Regions from separate parts of the Mus musculus genome. Here region 1 is linked to region 2. The links are chromatin contacts, called in public promoter capture Hi-C maps. All regions are on one chromosome and are shown on one strand. The core of a region is the stretch at or near the end of the contact, and the rest is flanking DNA. Distances in the headings are between cores, read along the strand shown.

Region 1 (7,397 bases), core at 2,539-5,038, 49 kb before region 2:
TGGCTGGCTTGGGCTGTGGTGGGCTTGATGATGGAGGTGGTCGTGGTTGGGGCTGCTGTAGAGGTCGTGCTGGAGGAGTTCTGGGCCCGAGTGGATGGGGCTGCGGTGGTTGGAGGGGGCAGCAGGACTAGGGGTGGGATTCGAGGGGAGAAATAGGTCTTGTTGCGAAGGTCGGCGTTACAGCGGGGGCCCTGACAGCAAGAGCCGCTGAGTGTGAATCCTGGACCCGTCACCCCATCCCGGGTGCAGGTCTCGTCCTGGACGCAGCCTCGGACAGGTAAGGACACGGTCACGTTGGCTGCAAGAGGGAGACACAGAAAGGTCTATCATTGGACAGATAGGGGTTGGCATAGCCCAAATAAAGTTTAGGGACTTCTGGAAAAAAAGACAGGAGCAGTGAAGCCTGAGATGAAACAGAAGGCTGTGCACTCGTGTGTCTGAACATCTCAACTCTGGTCCCACTTTCTGCAAAGCATTGTGCTGCTGGCATCCGCCCGTGACGGACTGTATTTCCATAATATGCTTTGAGAAGGGTGGTTTTTTGTTTGTTTGTTTGTTTTTTGGGTGAAACCTAAGCTCCAGATTTGTCTTGGAACAAAGGCTTTAACAGAGATACATCTGTGAGCAAAACTCAAACACACGTTGCCTTTGCCTCTCTCAGCTCCCTGCTAAGTTTAGTCTTAAAAGTTCCTGAGAAACACCTGGCACTAAAAGGAATTGAAAAATTCCACTTGCCATGGAGTGAGTGCCAACCCCTCACTGGGGGATTCTAAGCAGAGGCTCTACCACTGAAGGTATGTCTCCAGCTCTGAACTACATTCCGTAATATTGTGGAACAAGTGGGGCACCTAAGTTTTCAGGACTCAAACTGGATTTCCCAAGACATACAGGCAAAAAGCTTATAAGTTGAAACCCAAGTCTTAGTTCATGGACTTCCATTCTGTATCCTGCAGTAGTCTTCTATAGGTATGTTCTCGTTCTCTCTCTCTCTCTCTCTCTCTCTCTCTCTCTCTCTCTCTCTCTCTCTCTCCCTCTCTCCCTCTCTCCCTCTCTCTCTCTCTTTCTCTCTCTCTCTCTCCCCCCCCCACGAAAGTCTATAAGTAGACTACAGTCTATAGCATACATTTCCCGTGATGCTGTAGGACAAGGCAAGTTAAAAGCAGTCCCCAGTATTTGGGGTTGAGGGAGGGCAGAAGGGTGGCCCTTTAGGTGAAGCGCTCCCCCTAGGACAGCTATCACAACTCCTACAGGCCTCAAGCTCCTTCAGGGGGGGCTGGCTCACCTGCCGTCAGGGTGACGTTACCATCGAAGCAGCCCTTGTAGACACGGCCACTGGCGTTGTAGCAGTTCACGACCGGCGGCATGGAGCCCTGGCACTTCTCGCGGCTCAGACCCACACAGCTGTAGCACTCTGCACCGTTAGGCTCATATGCACTCTCATTGCCTGCAGGGGATGTGGGGGAGCAGAAACAGAAAAGGAAGGGTCAAAAAGGTGAGGACGGTCTACTCAGGAAGCTAGGGCAGGAAGATCGCAAGTTCTAGGCCAGCCTGTCTTGCTGAGAGATCTAGACAACCACTGCTCAACGGGCCAGCTATACCTGTGACTCCACCCCTTATCTCCTAGCTCCACCCCCAGTATGGACCTGAGGTACATACATCATTGATGTCTGCAGTCTTCAACCCCGCCACCCCCGCAGTCCTGCCTCAGTGGGCAGTAGCCTTAGCTCCCAGCCCTAGTGTGGCTCCGACCGCGACCGACCTGCAGGGTTGAGGCCTCGCAAAGTGAGGTTGAGTTTGGCGTTGCATCGGTCCTCGGAGCACTGCTGTAGCTGAAAGAAGGCCAGGAGCCCGTGAAGGTCCAGTCCGCGGTCGTTCTTGCCCGGGATTCCGGAACCGCAGCCCCGCACCGCCACAGAGAATTGCCCGTGGACTACGGAGGAAAAGGGGTGGGGTCAGAGCAGCCAGGGCCGGTGGGCGGAGCTTTGAATGAACGATACACCTGGATGGTCTGGCCTGGGTCAACAGGTGGGAATCTCAAAAAGGGCAGATCTGTGGGTAGAGAGCTACCGGAGAAGGGAGGGTGGTGTGGTCAAAGAGAAGAGCTTCAAAGAATACAGTCCAACGAGAACAGGCTGATTAACAAACGCAACAGCCTGGAGAGCCGGGCTCAAACTGAAGCCTCAACGACTACGTCAAAAGGGGGAGGAGCCTCAGAAAGTAGCTTCCGAAGGATCCAGTTAAGAGACTGAAGAAAAAAAGTTTAAGAGAAAGGCTAGGAGACAAACACGGTGGTACAAGCCTGCAATCCCGGCTACTGAGGAGGCTGAGGCAGTGGGGTCTGGAGTTGCAGTCTAGCTTGTACTGCATAAGGAGACCCTGCCGCCAGCAAAAGCGGACTTGGTGGTACAAGCCACCAGGTGACTCAGGAAGCTGAAAGAGGAGACTCACAACCAAAAGGGCCTGTCTGAACGTCATAGTAAGTACAAGGGCCGAACTGAGCTATTCAGTAAGACCCTGTCTCAAAATACAAACTTAAAGGGGGCTGAGGAGCCAGCTTGGCGGGGAGTGTTATCCGGCATGTTGTGTGCTGGCCCTGAGTTCAGACCACAACTTCACACAGATGCATAGAGAGGAGAGGCCCTGTGTCTGACTTGGGGGAAGGCGGGATTCCTGAGTAAGGGGTCTGGAAACTTAGAGGCTCTAAGGGTGGAGTCTGACTAGGAACCTCGGTGATCCCTTTCAAAGGAATCGTCTCCACTAAATAATAATCTGTGTTGGTGGGTAAGCATTCCTACGGGGAGTGGGGGAAAGTGGTAAAGATGTCTGTCCTGTACAGGTTGCGACTATCAGAGCACGCCAGTCACACACACACACACACACACACACACACACACACACACACACCCCACCCCCTACTCCCCGCCTTTTGTCTGTCTACCTGCCTAAGCCCGTTGAAAGAAGGGAGACTCTGTGCAGCAGGGTCTCAGTGAGGGCTGAAAGGGAAAGGCGTGGCCAGAATCTGAAAGGTCCCTAAGGAGGCGGAGTTACACTGTAGGAGTTGGGAAGGGGTAGTCAGGGACCACCGGGTGGGTAGCACTTACTGGTCTCTACCGCTCCCACGGCCTCGGTACAGACGTCCACCCCGGGACCACATTTGACTGTCTTCATCCTGTGCGGAGAGCATCCATCGTCCGCCTTCTGCACGCAGCTGTAGCACTCCAGGGCTTGCGCTCCTGCGGGTGAGGACCGGGTAGAACCCAGGGTTCTTTGTTAAAGCCTTCTCCCCACAAAGACAACGTCTTTCCCAGTGGCCTCTGTCCCGGGGTGAGATGATTCTAGTGTGCATCCAGAACAGCATTAGAAGCCCTCCCACAAGTTTCAGGGTGCAGGACATACTGACCCTTTTCCTTCTACCCCTTGCGCCTGCATTGGAGCTTTCCCCTCTCCTGGCTGCCTTTGCCCGAGGGAGGGGATCCCAGCCCCTATCTTAGAGTGGGGGAGGGGGTGCCCCTCTCAGTTGCCTACTCAGTGTGGGATAACTTCCTTACAGTCCCTCTGCCCGGGGCAGAGACAGCTGAACTGCTTTTGGCTGTGTTCAACTTTTCTTAAAAGATTTTCTGGGAAGATCTGGGGAATTATCTTCCTTAGGGGCCCCGACTCTACCTTCCTGGCAACACACCCACCTTCACACAGCAGAAGCGGCAGCAGCAACAGCCATCCGGTGGTCCACATCACTGGCTGTGTATCTCCTCTCCTGGCGGCATCCATAGCTGTGTCCTGCTCTCTCCGCGTCCCCCCTGGGTGTGCCACCTTCCAACCCGGGCCCTCTTACCTGAGCCTCAGATGAGTAACCTACCCCGGGGCAACCCTGGCCTTGCCCAACCAGGCCAACTCAGCGTCCGCTGTGGGGCGGGCCCGCCTCTAGGTGCGTCACCCACAGGGAGAGCGGCCCCTGCCCTGTGCCCTTGCCAAGGAGGGAAAGGGCGGGAGTAGAGGTTCCCTCCAGTCCCCTGGATAAAAGTTTGTGTGTGGGTTTCAGAGGCAGAGGGAGTACCGGGGCTCAAAGAGAGACAGGGGCATTCAGGGTCTGCTAGGGTTCTGAGCTTATGTGGTGTGCCTGCCTGCCTGCCTTCGCCTGGGGATTGGAGACCCTGAGGCAGAACCACTGTCTGTCTTCGAAGAGCTCCCAGACTGATGGAAGATACAGATATTAATTAAATAATTGGGAAAACTGTTATTTACAAGTCAGGCTTAGTGACTCATGCCTGTAATCACAGCACTCACTGAGCTGAGGCAGGAGGATTGCCATGAGTTTGAGGCACGGCGATTCCAGGCCTCACTGAACTACAGAAAGAGATCTTATCTCAAAAAGCCAAACAAACAACTCGGTTATAACTTACAAGAGATTAAGGCTCTGGAGGAACATGCATAAAGAGCTACAAGCAGAGTTGGAATTGAGAAGTGAGTGGATTTTTCAATATTGGTTAAGCTGGGAAATAATATCAGGTGTCTATTGAGAGGTGGTGAAAAAGATATTTAGAATCAAAATACATTGCATACATAGCTGGAAGTCTCAAAGAATGAATAAAAATTGAAAACAAGTCTTGAACACCTATTACGTGCTGAGCACTGCAATAAGTCCTTTAAATTAAAAAAAAAAGTGGCTGGAGAGCTAGGATAGTGCCCTAGGTAGGGGTCAACAGTGGAGTCCCTGCCTAGAATCCCCCAGTGAGGGGCTGGGAGCATGGCTCAGTGGTAGAGTCCCTGTCTAGAATCCCCCAGTGAGGGGCTGGGGGCGTGGCTCAGTGGTAGAGTCCCTGCCTAGAATCCCCCAGTGAGGGGCTGGGGGCGTGGCTCAGTGGTAGAGCCCCTGCCTAGAATCCCCCAGTGAGGGGCTGGGGGCGTGGCTCAGTGGTAGAGCCCCTGCCTAGAATCCCCCAGTGAGGGGCTGGGGGCGTGGCTCAGTGGTAGAGTCCCTGCCTAGAATCCCCTAGTGAGAGATCAGATAATCTTAGGGTTTAGTAGTAGAGCACTCGCCTAGCATGAATGAAGCCCTGGGTTCCATTTCCAATATCGTCATAAATAAATAAATAAATAAATAAATAAATAAATAAATAAATACAAATGGAAAAACCTAGAGTGGTCCCTTCACCCCATGCACTATTGCTCAGCAATGGAAAGGTTCAGTGGGTGGTATATACAGCTACATAGATGGATCTTTAAAATGGTGACTCAAAGAGACCAGAACTAAGGCAATGCACAGTGTGACTTTGTTCATATGGAGTTCTGAAACAGACCAAACTAGCCCACAGAAGTGGGTTGGTTTAGAAAGTGAACAAAGGTTCCCTCTGAGAGTCTTGTCCCAGAGGGTTCCTCTTCTATCTCTACCTAGGGAGGGTGGCCTTGTGTGTGCCTTGTGTGTGACGCACAGAGCTGCTGAGCTGTACACTTAGGAACTCCACTGGATGTATGTTACTCTCCAAGAAAAACACGAGGAAGCTGAGCCTGGGCCTGGTGGCACAGTCCTTCAGTCTTAGCACACAGGAGGCCGAGGCAGGACGCAGTGAGATGGTTCCGCACATAAAAACACTTGTCTCTAAAAAGGACCTGAGGGCCTGAGTTGGATCCCTGGGACCCACATCATAGAGAGAGAAAAGCAAAAATTGATTCCTAAAAAGTATCTTCTGCCTTCCACATATCTGCAGCACAACATATCCTCTAAATAGTGAATAAATACATGCAATGAGGCACAGTCACACACCCTACACAATGAACCTGTTGAAAAAACAAGAGTTATAAGAACAAGGCTGGGGGAGGGGTGTAGAGTGGGGGGAGAGGAGAGCTGGGTATGATGGCTCATGTTTAAAATCCCAGACTCAGGAAGCTCAGACAGTAGGGTCGGTGGCATTGAGTCTGAAGCCAGCCTGGGCTACACAGTGAGACCCTACTTCAAACTCCTCTCCAAGCTTCACAAAGGACACAGGAAGACTGGAGTCACTAGGCTGTTTTCCAAATGAGAAAGGAAAGTTTGATGGCTTGCCTGGCGTGGATGAAGCCTGGCTTCTATCCCCAGAACTGGGGATGGGGGTGGGGGGTGATGAATACATTGGAGGTGGAGGCAGGAGGGTGTAAAGTTTATCCCATAGGAAATTTGAGGCCAGCCTGGGCTATATGAGATCCTGTCTGGGTCATGGGGCCGCAGAGAGGAGGAGAAGGGAACCAACCAGTAACTGTCAGGAGTTGTCCTTGTTAACGTAGGAGCCATGCGGTTTGTAGTGGACATAAATAATCTCATAGCACCCTGACCGAGGCCAGGGTCACCTGTGACCATGAATGATCTATGCAAAAGCGAGACCACCCATATGACTCTGCCTGTCCACAGGAACAAACAAGGTCATTACACCGATCACGCTGTGATTCCACAAGCCCACATGCTGGTAAGCCGCTCAAGTTATTATACTGTAAGTTATGGTTTAAGCGTAGCTTTGCTCTTCCTCCTCATAAGTCAGATTCATGAAGACTCCAACTCTGTCCTTGTTCTGTGACAGGATCCAGTGCAGAGCAAATCCTCCCCACTTCCTGGAACTGCCCCGAAAACCACCACACTGGAGTCCTTATCTTTACAAATGTGTCTCTCTAGCCAGGAGTGGTGATCCAGCCTGGAATCCCAGTGTGTGGTAAATGCAGAGTTCCAGGCCTTCATAAGATAAAAAGCAAGTTCTAGGTCAGCCTGGGCTACATGAGACACTGGAGAGAGAGAAAAAAAGAGTCCAAAACATTTTTAAGAGGAAGAACTAGCAGGGATTACTGATGAATCAAATGGGAGGGAATCCTAAAGGTGTGGCCCAGCTTCATGGAGATCAGCAGTACAGAGCCTGCCTAGAATCCATAGAGAGGCTGGGGCGTGGCTCAGTGGTAGAGCCCCTGTCTAGAATCCCCCAGTGAGGAGCTGGGGGCGTGGCCCAGTGGTAGAGCCTCTGCCTAGAATTCCCCAGTGAGGGGCTGGGGGTGTGGCTCAGTGGTAGAGCCCCTGCCTAGAATTCCCCAGACAGGGGCTGGGGGCGTGGCTCAGTGGTAGAGCCCCTGCCTAGAATCCCCCAGTGAGGGGCTGGGGGCGTGGCTCAGTGGTAGATTTCTTGCTTAGCATTCATGAGTTCCTGGGTTCAATCTGATAACCATGATAACCATGACATGAATGGTAATGATACCCAAGAATTGAGCATTTGCTTTATGTCAGAAACTATTTGGAGCAGGAGCCTGCGTGTTTCTCATCGGTGCTTTCCCCTAAGGTGAGGAATGCTCCTGTTGTTGTGGAAGACTAGCTCTGTGCTCAGCACTTCTTAGGCCACAACAGCTCTGCAAAGGGAAGATGGAGCCCATTTCACAGAAGAGGAAAT
Region 2 (7,278 bases), core at 605-3,104:
GGTCCTTCCCTTCTTTAGGTCTGCTCACCTGCTGTTTCCAGGACAATTTAACCCCATTTGGCTTAATTTAATGCACAGTAAAAACAAAATATTGTGCCTGCAAGATGCCTCTGTAGGTAAGGCTTGCATCCAAGTCTGAAGACCTGAGTTCAATTCCCAGGACCCACCAACGGGAGGCAACCTCCACAAGTTGTCCTCTTACCTCTGAATATGGATACCACAGATGCACAACAAACACACACACATATAAATAACAAATGTATATATATATATATATATATATATATATATATATATATATATGTGTGTGTGTGTGTGTGTGTGTGTGTGTGTGTGTATTGGTTCTCTGAGACAGGGTTTCTCTGTGTAGCCCTGGCTATTCTGAGACTCCCTCTGTAGATCAGTCTGGCCTCAAACTCAGAGATCTGCCTGCCTCTGCCCCATGAGTGCTGGGATTAAAGGCGTGCGCCACCACACTCACGGTGTAATTTTTAAAATATTCATAAAGGAACTTGAGAGAGAGACTCAGTGCTTAACAGCACTAGCTGGAGCAGGGCTTGGTGGTGCATACCACTGATTCAAGCACTGGGGAGGCAGAGGCAGAGGCAGGCAGACCTCTGTGTCTTGGAGGCCAGCCTGCTCTATAGCCAGAGCTATGTAGCAAGACCCTGTGTCAAAAAAAAAAAAGCAACACTGCCTGAACAATAGCAATGTTTAAGCCGGTTTCCATTGGTTCTCTAATATACTTATATAATATAAGACACTGAGGCCCATAACTGTAAGGTGACTTCTTCATCGTCACACGACTAGAAATTGGCAGAGTCCAGCGCAAACCAGTTACTCAGCCCCACCAAATAACTCCCGTGACTCCCAGGGTTGACCAGACGTCATGGATTATCCGGCTGAGTGCGGAGGACTTTTATGAGCACATCACAGGCATACTAGCGCTGGGCAGGAAGTTGTACTGTCGCTGCCTGGAAGTAGGCCAAGCACTCAATGTCACCCTTGGCCTGGCACTCCTAGGCCACCTAGGGAGGGGCAGTAGGTAGCACGGGGTGCTAGGCGTGGTAAATGTCGGTGAAGGGTGCCTAAAGTACTATGCAAGTGCCTTCGGGGGGTCAACTGAGTACTGCCCCTTGCCCTTTCTGAAGAAATAGCCAAACTTTCTGTAAAGGCTTGGAGGAATAGAATCGAATCGACCTGAGCTTTTTGAACGGCTCCCAAAGGCTGAATTCAGACTATACATGGAATTCTCAATGCAAGGCCAAAGAGACACCTCAGTGGTTAAAGGCAGCTGCAGCCAAGCGTGAAGATCTGAGTTCGATTCCTGGGACCCACAAGGTGGAAAGTGAGAACTGAGTCCACAAGAGTCCACAAGAGTCCACAAGTTGTCCTCTGACCACCACACTCAAACACATCCACAATGACAAACAAGTAACTAAATGTAATTAACATTTGAAAGAAAATAACAGGGGCAGTAACAAAAAGAAACCGGAGTGGGAATGTGGGGAAGGGGTGGGGGAGCGGGCCTGTGCAGTCTGTCTTAGCAAGGCACTTGGGAGGTGAAGACATGAGGACTACCAGTTCATGGCTATTCTCGGCTATGTAGGGAGTTTGATGCTAGCCTGGGCTACTTGAGACCCTATCACAGGAAGGAGAAAACAGGAGGGATTAACCACATCCTTACAGATGTGCACTTTCCTAGCTAGGATCCTTAGGCGGATAGCTTCGCGCTTGCTCACTAACTTGCCAGCTGGGTGGTTCAGTCATTCCCTCCTTCCATCACATCTTCCCCCTCTGCAGCCTCTTGCTGGCCGAGAGTGCGCATGCGTGCCGACGCCCCCTCCAGCCCCGGATGGGAGGAGGGGATGGAAGTGAAGCTGGGCCCTACGGCTCGGCAATCTCCTTCCCGCTCTTCTCTCCTCCAACGGCGTCCCAGCGCCCGCTGGGAGGTGCAGGTCCGAGGGCTACAAGGTAGCTCACGAGGCTTAATTGAGACGGGAGGGTTCCGGAGCCCCACCCCCGGGGAGGGACCGCCCTGCAGGTGAGAAGGGCTGGGTCCTGGTCTCCTGGAGATGGATTGGGGGCTGGCCGCTAGGATCTCTCCGCGAAGGGTAGATATGGATCTCGGTGCTCTGGTTTTTGAGGAGTGCATGCGATGCCAGACGTTTGGGACTCCCTCCATGAAAGTCTATATTCTGGGTCTCTAGGTGGTTCTATAAGCCACACCTTCCTTTCGTCTTTTTCTCCAGGTTTCCCTAATTCTCTGAGTCCCCAGTTCTATGCCAGAGATGCGATTTAGCGACACAGCATCAGTAGGCTGAGACTAAAGACAGGGTAAGCCCCCCTTTCTACTAGAATCCCTTCCACTGTACCCAAAGCGCTTCTGGGACAGGGTGGCCAAGGGCACACCCACTGCGCTCAAAGACCAGCCCCTGGGCTTGGGTGGCCGGGCCACTGACTGCTCTTTTTGTATAGCCCCGCCCACTCCAGATTTAGCGGTCCCGCCCACTCTGAGATAGCCCCACCCCACCCAGTGAAAAGATTATCTCTTGGTTTTATTTTCATATCCCCTCCTAGTGTGTACTTAGGCTCCACCTTCCAGCCTTCTGCTCTTGAGTTAGGACTAGACTTAACCAACAGCCTGGTTCTAAACAGACTGGCCTTTTGATTTTAGGCCCGCACCCCTGTCTCCATGAACTTGTTAACCACTGGCGCCATCCTCGCCCCTTGCCCAGCTGCCCCTTGGTCCCTCTGCCAGCAAGATGCTGGGTGGAAGCGTGAAGTCCGAGGTCAGGGCCTCGGAACCTAGTCCCACCTGTCAGGACCCGGAGACCAAAGGTGAGAGCAGCCCAGGTTCTCATAGGGATCATTCCCCAGGAGTGACAGCCCAGGAGAACCAACGTAATGACCATTGGGGCCACCACCACCACTACCCTTAGCAGATTGTGGGGGATTATGGGTAGTGTTGGAAATGGACACTTTAGAAGCTTTCGGCACTGGCTTGGCAACTCTTTGAGGCGCTCATAGGACGTGGGGTCAGAGGGCAAGCAGAAATGTCCTCGAGTGGGACACCAGTGTGACACTTGCCTCCTCGGACACTTTGAGATACCCCTCTAGTATTAAGAGATGACAGGGCCCGACGTGGTGGCGCACACCTTTAGTTCCAGCGCTCAGGAGGTAGAGGCAGAGGGAATCCCTGTGAGTTTGGGGCCAATTGGTCTACAGAGAGTGTTCCAGGCCAGCCAAGGTTACATGGTGAGGCCCTGCTTTATACAGAGTGTTGGGAGGTGGAGCCTGGCCTGGACCCAGGGTGTGCCTGTTTCTAGAAGCCCACCAGTTCTCCTGTCCCCCAGCCCCACACCAGGACCTGCCGAGGCCCAACCAGCCCGCTGCCTCTGGGAGCGTGCCCTCCCGGCCCCGCCGGCGGCCCCCTCCCCAGCGCCCGCACCGCTGCCCGGATTGCCCCAAGGCCTTCTCGTACCCATCCAAGCTGGCCACGCACCGGCTAGCGCACGGCGGCACCCGCCCGCACCCGTGCCCCGACTGTCCCAAGGCCTTCTCCTACCCGTCCAAGCTGGCTGCGCACCGCCTCACGCACAGCGGAGCTCGCCCGCACTCCTGCCCGCACTGCCCCAAGGCCTTCGGCCACCGTTCCAAACTGGCGGCGCATCTCTGGACGCACGCACCCGCCCGTCCCTACCCGTGCCCCGATTGCCCCAAGTCCTTCTGCTACCCGTCCAAGTTGGCGGCCCACCGCCACACGCACCACGCCACCGACGCCCGCCCCTACCCTTGCCCGCACTGCCCCAAAGCGTTCTCGTTTCCTTCCAAACTGGCGGCCCATCGTCTGTGCCACGACCCCCCAACTGCGCCCAGCAGCCAGGCTACTGGCAGCCACCGATGCTCCAGCTGCAATCAGGCCTTTGGCCAGAGACGCCTCCTGCTGGTTCACCAACGCAGCCACCACCAGTCGGAGGGCCAGGGAGAGCGGGAGTGAACTCACCTGCCCACTCTGCCTCCATCACCTGTCAATAAAGACCTGGAATTTCTAAGCCCTGCTGTATGTGTGGACTTCCCTCTAACAGGGAGAATGGCAGGGTCTTGATACAGGTAGCCCAAGCTGGACTGGAACTTTTCTGGTAGCCTTCCAAAGCCTGGTGGTCTAGATATGTACCCAGGGTGGTTTGGGATTATTGGTTCTGCAGGAATCTGATTTAGAAGGTTGAGGGATTCTATCCCCATGCACAGAGGCAGGTGTCATCAGATTGGTGCTGGGCTCAAACCTTGGGCGGGCCTGGAGTTGTGCGGGTTGTGGTGACACTGGCCCTGAACACTCAAGCCTGTGATAAAGGCATCAGGGATGTTCACTGCGGTGTGGCCACACTGGGTACAGGCCATCACATGTCCACGGCCAGAGGCCAGTGAACAGAGGGGAATGTGTGGCCTTAGGAAAGAGGCCAGCATTGTGCGTACACGGAGCTGTGAGCACAGGAGGTGGCCACAGGAGGTGACAGAGGCAGAACCAAGGGCACATCTACTGGAGAGCTCAAGGCTGCAGTGCCTCTGAATCTCTTGGGGACCTGAGGCACACTGTCTGAAAGCACTTTGGGTTTGTGGGATGTTTGTTTTGTGATGAGGTCTCCCGTCTCCAGTCTACCCTGGGACTCTCAGGGTTCTGAGGTCTTTGTGACTGCTACACAAGCATTACACAGGCAAGCACACACGCTTTTGGATTTTTTTTCTTTCCTCCTTCTTCTATTTATGTGTACCTGAGTGTTTTCTCTGCATTATGTATATGCACATTTGTGCCTGGTGCCTGTAGGTGTGAGGGGCTCAGATCCCCTGGAATATTAGGAATAGTTGTGAGCCTCTGTGTGGGTCCTAGGACAAGAACCCAGTCCCTCTGCTAAGCAACAAGTGCTCTTAATCACAGAGCCATCTGTTAAGTCCCAATAAATACACCTTTTCCCCCCTTTGGCTGTCTGTTTATCTTTTCTTTTTTAAAAGAGAGGATTGCACTACGTAGCTTTGGAATTCACTGTGTAGACCAGGCTGCCTTCAATTTCACAGAGAACTGCTTGCTTCTGCCTCCCAAGAACAGGGAGTGTATGACAGGTCTACCCCCCCCACACACACACACACTAAACAAACATAATAAACAAAACCAAGCTGGGAGTGGTACCACACACCCATAGTTCCAGCACTCAGAGGGCAGAGGCAGAAAGACTGCAAAAGTTCAAGGCCAGTCTGGTCTGCATAGAAAGTTCCAGACCAGGCAGGGCTATCATGTGAGGCCCTATCTACAAATAAAATATACTATCAACACACATGCTAGGTTTATATGCAAGAACAAGTGTAAGATGTTGGGAGCCGCGCCCACATTCGCCGTTACAAGATGGCGCTGACAGCTGTGTTCTAAGTGGTAAACAAATAATCTGCGCATGTGCCAAGGGTATCTTATGACTACTTGTGCTCTGCCTTCCCCGTGACGTCAACTCGGCCGATGGGCTGCAGCCAATCAGGGAGTGACACGTCCGAGGCGAAGGAGAATGCTCCTTAAGAGGGACGGGGTTTCGTTTTCTCTCGCTCTTGCTTCTTGCTCTCTTGCTTCTTGCACTCTGCTCCTGAAGATGTAAGCAATAAAGTTTTGCCGCAGAAGATTCTGGTCTGTGGTGTTCTTCCTGGCCGGTCGTGAGAACGCGTCTAATAACAATTGGTGCCGAATTCCGGGACGAGAAAAAAACTCGGGACTGGCGCAAGGAAGATCCCTCATTCCAGAACCAGAACTGCGGGTCGCGGTAATAAAGGTTCCCGTAAAGCAGACTGTTAAGAAGGATTCAACTGTATGAATTCAGAACTTTTCAGCTGGGGAACGAGAGTACCAGTGAGTACAGCTTTACGAGGTAAGTCTGATCTTGAACTTTCTAACGAAATTCAAGACAGTCTATCAGAAGTAAAGTGGAATATGTTTGGCCTTGAAATTTTTCTGGTGTTAGGAGCCCTTTTGTTCCTTTTCACATGTTATCAAGTGGTTAAGATAGGGAGGATTCTAGATGAAATTCAGGGCAATCTATCAGAAGTAAAGCGGGGAGAGAGAGTAGGAGCAAAGAGAAAATATGGTACACAAAATAAGTATACAGGCCTTTCCAAGGGTCTTGAACCCGAGGAAAAGTTAAGGTTAGGTAGGAATACCTGGAGAGAGATTAGAAGAAAAAGAGGAAAAAGGGAAAAGAAGAAAGATCAATTAGCGGAGGTCTCTAGGAGATACTCGTCACTGGATGAGCTCAGGAAGCCAGCTCTTAGTAGTTCTGAAGCAGATGAAGAATTCTCCTCTGAGGAAACAGACTGGGAGGAAGAAGCAGCCCATTACCAGCCAGCTAATTGGTCAAGAAAAAAGCCAAAAGCGGCTGGCGAAGGCCAGTTTGCTGATTGGCCTCAGGGCAGTCGGCTTCAAGGTCCGCCCTATGCGGAGTCCCCGCCCTGCGTAGTGCGTCAGCAATGCGCAGAGAGGCAGTGCGCAGAGAGGCAGTGCACAGACTCATTCATTCCCAGAGAGGAACAAAGGAAAATACAACAGGCATTTCCGGTCTTTGAAGGAGCCGAGGGTGGGCGTGTCCACGCTCCGGTAGAATACTTACAAATTAAAGAAATTGCCGAGTCGGTTCGTAAATACGGAACCAATGCTAATTTTACCTTGGTGCAGTTAGACAGGCTTGCCGGCATGGCACTAACTCCTGCTGACTGGCAAACGGTTGTAAAAGCCGCTCTCCCTAGTATGGGCAAATATATGGAATGGAGAGCTCTTTGGCATGAAACTGCACAAGCGCAGGCCCGAGCAAACGCAGCTGCTTTGACTCCAGAGCAGAGAGATTGGACTTTTGACTTGTTAACGGGTCAGGGAGCTTATTCTGCTGATCAGACAAACTACCATTGGGGAGCTTATGCCCAGATTTCTTCCACGGCTATTAGGGCCTGGAAGGCGCTCTCTCGAGCAGGTGAAACCACTGGTCAGTTAACAAAGATAATCCAGGGACCTCAGGAATCCTTCTCAGATTTTGTGGCCAGAATGACAGAGGCAGCAGAGCGTATTTTTGGAGAGTCAGAGCAAGCTGCGCCTCTGATAGAACAGCTAATCTATGAGCAAGCCACAAAGGAGTGCCGAGCGGCCATAGCCCCAAGAAAGAACAAAGGCTTACAAGACTGGCTCAGGGTCTGTCGAGAGCTTGGGGGACCTCTCACCAATGCAGGCTTAGCGGCCGCCATCCTCCAATCTCA

What was found. Promoter capture Hi-C pulls out the DNA fragments that hold promoters and counts their contacts.
Region 1: a promoter capture Hi-C map of the HPC-7 cell line shows a contact between it and region 2. The contact joins the promoter of Lypd3 here to the promoter of Zfp575 in region 2. A contact is called at or near these places in 13 of 39 promoter capture datasets (the HPC-7 cell line, HPC-7-derived erythroid cells, cranial neural crest and 9 more), 1 of 15 datasets of contacts at CTCF or cohesin (large pre-B cells), 30 of 484 Hi-C or Micro-C datasets (B cells, CD4 T cells, CD8 T cells and 20 more), 14 of 115 datasets of contacts at active chromatin or transcription factors (the 230-238 cell line, the HPC-7 cell line, the SCID.adh cell line and 8 more) and 5 of 9 other capture datasets (adipose tissue, embryonic stem cells, liver and 2 more).

Annotation. Positions count from the first base shown.
Region 1 is chr7:24,632,961-24,640,357 of GRCm38.p6, reverse strand. Lypd3 (Ly6/Plaur domain containing 3) reads right to left here and starts at 3,788. Exons shown (of 5, transcript NM_133743.1): 1 at 3,684-3,788; 2 at 3,102-3,233; 3 at 1,760-1,930; 4 at 1,283-1,444; 5 at 1-298. The coding sequence starts at 3,768. Gm26550 (a long non-coding RNA gene) reads left to right here and starts at 1,962. Exons shown (of 8, transcript XR_881891.3): 1 at 1,962-2,476; 2 at 3,134-3,239; 3 at 6,383-6,437.
Region 2 is chr7:24,582,217-24,589,494 of GRCm38.p6, reverse strand. It overlaps Zfp575 (zinc finger protein 575), which reads left to right and starts at 1,854. Exons shown (of 4, transcript NM_001033205.3): 1 at 1,854-2,044; 2 at 2,253-2,337; 3 at 2,678-2,841; 4 at 3,357-5,657. The coding sequence starts at 2,766. The coding sequence ends at 4,000. It also overlaps a transcript of Ethe1 not described here.